2 separate regions of the Mus musculus genome follow, and region 2 is linked to region 1. The links are chromatin contacts, called in public Hi-C maps. All regions are on one chromosome and are shown on one strand. Each heading gives the region's core, a stretch centred on a gene start, on an enhancer-like site or on the middle of the called end of the contact. The rest is flanking DNA. Distances are from core to core; before and after follow the strand shown. Region 1 has its middle 170 kb from the start of 4930503O07Rik. Region 2 holds the start of 4930503O07Rik (RIKEN cDNA 4930503O07 gene).

Region 1 (2,976 bases), core at 308-2,807:
CATGGGTTAATTCATGAGGAACAGATTATGTACGCTAGAAGGGTTACTGTATAGTCTACGTGTTACTAATTAGTAGTGCAGTCAGTGGTGCAACATTTGAGAGGTGGGAGCTAGTGAAAGGATGTCAAGCCAATGTTGGGAATGGGGCAGTATGGCTTTAAGAGGGATATTTTAAAAAGTCATGTTTTCTATTTTTGTTTTCCTGGATATCTTGAAGTGAGTTCCCTCACCTACATGCCTCTCTGTGAGATGGTGTACTATCTAAGACTCAAAGCAATAGCTCTAAGAGATGATAGATAATCTTTCTCAAACCAAGAGCCAAAGTAAACCTTTCCTAACTTTAAGTTGACCACTTAGGTGTTTTACCACAAGAATCAGAAGTCTTTTCAGCACATCAAGAGATGTAAATGCTGCTTATCTAGAGACTGAGATCTGAGAACTATTGGTGTAGACTCTGGGTGCATCAATGCTGTCACTGACATTCAGATGGTCCCATAAATTCAATAATCTCATAAATACAAAGTCCTTCTAGTCTCCCATTACAGTAAGCTGTGCTGTTACTCTTATGCATTTCTTTCTGGTCTCTCATCTGCTCTATCCTCAGTCTGCTCTTTTCTACCCAACCAATGGGCAGAAAAATATGAGGGGCAAGCTTATCCCATAGGAAGCATGTGTGATCAACAGGGTGGATCTTATTGTCCAGATGGTGCCTAGGAGGAAGCAGAAATGTATTTGGTTGACTTCTGTGACATACCTAAAGGATGTTTGCATTTCATTTTGTCTGTGAAAGTTTAGTTGTGGCCTCAATTTTCTACTTTGCATCAGTGCTGATTGCATCCAAGCCTTGTTTCTATGTTTGTGTTTCCTTTCTAAATAATGGGCACCTTACCATGCCCTGTCTTGTCTTTGCAGAGAACAGGAGCCCTGATGGTGGAGTTGGGGTTTGAGGGAGGATATCAGCAGCAGAAGAAGTGCATACTATTTCGAAGAGCCTCAAATCCCTTCTGTAAGTCTCACCAACATGACTGCTGAACAAGGACAATAATAGATGTGCTAAAATAAACCAGGGGAAGTCCACAAGTCCTCACTTCCACACAGAACTACAGGTAACTAAGAAATGCTGAGAGTGGAAGAAATAATCATGCTTTTTTCTTAATGGGGAAGAATATAAGCACATATAGGGTGTGGAGAGGAGGAAGAAAAAGAAACAGGTTTTCCTGCTTGCTTTACTCATGCTGCTCTTCCTGTGTCTCAGTTCCCCACAGTTAGTGTAAGAACTGGAGAATGAGCATCTGGCTGAGGCTAATTTTTGTTACAATCACGATTCTGACAAGCTCAACGGTGCCCAACTATATATGTAGGCAGAGGTGCTTAAAATAGCCTTGCAACTACCACCAGCTCGAAGAAGCATTATATACAAGAAGAAAAGATAGCATTATGTGCCAAGTAAGGTTCAAAGCAAGACATTCATGTTGAAATCAGTTTCCTTCCCACACCAGAGTTTACTGGGAGAGAGAAAATAGCTGCTGAGTCTATTCTGGCTGCTGCTTATTTATACACACATCCCTGTTCCTTCTGGGATGTCTTCTATATAGAAAGTCTGAGCCACTCTAAGTGTCTCTTCTGCAGAGATTTTACATTACATAGCTATCTTAGGAGTTGGGTACTAGTCATTTTAGAGTAGCAACCAGCTACTAGATGTATAAACACCCCACTTTTCATGACGGTTTTGCATGAATCTTCTCCTTTGGATTATTTATATAAGATGTTTAAAATTGTAGGCACTCCTTGTCCTCAACTTAGTGGTAGAAAAAATGTACCTCAAAGGCACAGAGTGACTCACCCAAGGTCCAGAGAAGCTTGAAACATGAAATGAGTTTAGAATTGATGGAGCTCTGCTCCACACAACACTGAACACAGGTTTGTGCCAGTGAACCTTCAGCCCTAGCATTAAAGGAGGCTGATTATTTTCCCTTCCTACAGTCTACCCTATGAGAATAATTTGTCAAATTATTTCTTATATAACTCTGGTAAAATTTAGATCAAATAGATCTTTTAGATCAAATAGATCTTTTTAATGATAACTTATCAATGTGCCTAGTATTTGCTTCAGTAAAATCCCACTATATATATATATATATATATATATATATATATATATATATATATATATAATCAGATATCTAGCACTGATTGTGTCCAAAGCTATCTTAGAGATATTTATTTATTTGTTTATTTATTTATTTATTTATTTATTTGGGAAATGTTCCTCTCAATGCTTTTTCTCTGCCTTTGTTCTTTCTGAATACCTCATGTATATGTTTATCTTGTCACTCAATGTATTTTAATATTATATCAGCAAGTATCTGCTAAGGCTAGGTTTATCACAGAAATGTGCTATGACTTAAATATTCTTCTCAGTAAGGTTTTTTCTTCTTCCACATGTCTTATAATCACAATCAAGACAACCTACTTTACTCTTTTGAATTCCAAGCTCCAGCTCTTGTTCCAAAATCCCTGCATTATCAAGACATCTAGAAATGTCTGACAGTCGCATCATCATGGAAACTGAGTGAATACTTTGAGAGAAAGTAGTTATCTGTCTTGATGAACCTCAGACAAATGGCAGGAGACTGACAAAAAGCAAAGGCCAAGCATGCCTTTCTAATGTTTCTTTTCTCTAAAAAATACTGCTTTCCACATGTGTTCACTAAGAACTCTTCCTCAAGATGTTTTGTGTCATAACAAAATGGTGGGTGATTTGGGGTACTAGGGTGCCTGCTTTGGCATTTCCTGGGACTTCTCTTTCCAGCTTGGGCTTTGATTTCATTTGCTGTGAGTTTCTGGGTTTCATTCAGAGCAGAGAGCTGGTGTTGTGACTACTCCCCCTCCCCCCCCCCCCACATTTGATCTTACTGCATTAAATTCCAGATGTTTGTTTGTTTTGTTTTGTTTTGTTTTGTTTTGTTTTCACAA
Region 2 (2,976 bases), core at 346-2,845, 170 kb after region 1:
TAGATAAAACACTAATGCAGACATAACCCTAGCACAGGAACCCCCTGAGGCTGTAATAATCTCTTTCCCACCTAGCGTCCAGTCTTAGAGGTCAAGTCCTTATAGGGAACTTCTCGATAGTTGCACAAGAAGCTTTGGTCTTCTCAACTCTTGGTTTGAGACAGGACTTGAGGAGACTTTTTTACCTGCCTTTTTTGTTGTTGTTTTTAAGAAAAGTAATAATTTATAAAAGGTCACAAAACGTATATAGTCCCACTTGTGAGTTCCCAAAAGAAATTACACAATGTTTCCAGAGAGTCTGGCTTTAGGAAAGTTTTAGAAACAGGCACTGTTCACTGCTGTTCAGAGAATATGGTAAGTTACATCTATTTTCTTAGTTTCTATTTCTTATTTCTGACTTGGATGAAAATGATAGTAACTCTTTCCAAGACCTCTTTAATACAAAGCTTATGGTTAGAACCAAGCTCATTAAACAAATCTTTGTCCAGTGCTGTTCATATTGCCACCCCACATATTTTCAGTTTCTGAAAAACTTAACAAAGAAAATGGAAAATCTATTCTTATTTCACTTTCCTCTTGCTAATTAAGAGGTATTGTTCATTATTATCATTATTTTTAATAGAATACTAGATAGGACTGGAGAGATGACTCAGAGTTCTTGCTCCTTTTGCAAAGAGTCTGTGTTAATTTCCCAGGACCCACATTTGGCAGCTCATACTGCCTGTAATTCTGGCCACAGACGTGCAGTGACTGTCTCCATGAGCACATGTATGTATGTGTCTACACATATACATATACATCATAAACATATGCATATATATATATACATCACATACATATATACAACATACATATACATCATATACATATGCATATACATATACATCATATACATATACACATACACATACACATATACATCATATGCATATACATCATATACATATACATATACGTCATATACATATGCATATACATCTATATCCAGCATACACATTTACATAGCTAAATCTTAAAAGTATGACATACTAAACACAAGTTTTCCAGGAGTTTATCTAGATCATTTCCTCCCACTAATCAATGTTAGAAAAGTGGCAGTTATATTTACTGAGTTAAAACCAAATAGGGAACCTTAAGTTAGAGAAGGAAATAGGTTGAACAGACTTGGCTTCCACCTAGAAATTCTAACAGATCAGGTCCAAAGGCTTTCTAGGATGACAGGACTCTTAGATATAAGACACATGCATATGTTAGGCACAGCATACCCTCCTTGCTGTTCTCGGTGCTTCTCTTAGGTCACAGATGGACTTTTATCACAGTTGTTCTCTCTGCGAAAAATGCCACCTTAGGGTTCCTGCACTTGAGAGTGCAGGAAGTGCAACTGAAGATCAAGTGAAATAGAACAAATAAATGGACTGACTGGAAGGTCCTAACAAAAGCCCTCACAGGTAGTTCTCATCCTGTGTATCTGATGACTCCATGTACCTCTGTGATGCAGATCCTATGAGCATACAGGATGTGACTGCCCAAGATGCCATAGTTGATATGGGAATCTCCCTGAGGGTAGACTGAGGGTAGCTCCTTACATGGCCGGCTGAAGCACTGCTGGAGTGCTAAAGAGAGGTTACTGGCTGAGGAATTAGACACTTACATTGTTGTGTAATAATTGGTGGCATTCATTTTTCATCACGCTGCTCTCCTTTTGAGGAATTCAGATAAACAAGTTAGTTGCCTTTTTCCAGATGCCTCATGGGGTACCAGTGCATCTCTGAGCCCTACAGCGGAACGAAGAAAATGTCAATGTACCAATAAGCAAGAAAGGGTGGTGTCCCTCGTTTTTATGTGTATTTCAGAGTACTTCTGATCCTTGAATAGGGCTTCTGTCGCCGTGGAGATGGGACTCCAGGTTTCTTCCACATTAACTACATGCCCTTTGAGAAGCTTCCTCTGTAAGAATCCAGATGTTCTGTGGCAGCAGAAGTTTTTCAAGGGACGTGCCATCTAGCGGCCGCCATTGTGAAGTGCAGCCTGCCGCTCAGCTGGCCCGTTGCTAAGGGCAGCAGCTGCAGCAGTTCATCTCCCTGTCTGAGGCAGAGAATCATGGGATGTTTACACTGAGAGCGACCTCCAGAGATTTCCTGTCAAGACATCTGCCTCCAACCAGCACGAACAATATGTCTTATGCTTATAGTGTTGTAAAAAAACAGTTACAAATAGTACCACATTTTAATTCTCACACCAGCCCCATGAAAGTTGATGTAATCATTATTTCCGTTTTAAAGATGAAGCTATGATCACTCATAACTTAAGTTTCTTGAGCACAAATCACAATATCTCCCCTTCAAGTCAACCATTTGCTGACCTCAGGAAAATATGTGGGCATTTAGAGACTTAAAAGAGACGTATCTAGTCCATCCTACATCTGAGTTTTTGCTGGAAAATCAGGCCAGTGTTTGGAGCTGAATTTACATAAATAGCTTTGAGTTATGAGCAAGTTTATTCTACCTGAAAATTTATCTCCAAAATTCTCTGTCAATGGACAAATCAAAGGGTCTGTGTGAAGGTCTCAGAAAGAATTGCCATGAGCCAACTATGGAGAGGAGGGGCTGAGTCCAGCAGCTGGGTTGATGAGGCACCTGGGAATACAGGAGAGGAGAGGGTATCAGAACAGGACTTGTAAGAAGAAATTAAGCCAGATATAACGGCGATGTGAAGTCACTGGGCACATCTAAAGTTCCTGCTTTAAATATTCAGCAGTCTTTGGGGAAGGAAATGAATTAGCCAATAGGGCCATCAGACAGCTGAATGAAAAGAGTGTTTGAAAGTAGGGGAGGGGGGGATCCACTATTTACTTACTCAGCAACCATTAGAGACTCTAGTTTCTCACAGAGGTTGAAAGCTCTGTGTCTGAAATCCTCTGACCTACTCTTGTGAGCATACATTTAAGCATGTTTGTGTGTGTCCATGGGGAGGGTG

What was found. Hi-C and Micro-C count contacts between places; a contact is called where the count stands out from the background.
Region 2: a contact with region 1 is called in a Hi-C map of cortical neurons, with 3 times the contacts expected there. The contact joins the promoter of 4930503O07Rik here to the enhancer-like site in region 1. A contact is called at or near these places in 7 of 484 Hi-C or Micro-C datasets (cerebral cortex, cortical neurons, embryonic fibroblasts and 2 more).

What each region holds. Positions count from the first base shown.
Region 1 is chr1:194,048,549-194,051,524 of GRCm38.p6, forward strand. No RefSeq gene overlaps it. Among named protein-coding and RNA genes, the nearest start is that of 4930503O07Rik, 170 kb to the right of the region's middle. Within about 2 kb of position 1,558, at least 7 of the 459 cell types and tissues checked have an H3K27ac peak or open chromatin away from gene starts, as enhancers often do. A contact at or near this core is called in cortical neurons, where this site is marked.
Region 2 is chr1:194,221,164-194,224,139 of GRCm38.p6, forward strand. 4930503O07Rik (RIKEN cDNA 4930503O07 gene) reads right to left here and starts at 1,596. Exons shown (of 3, transcript NR_040477.1): 1 at 1,266-1,596.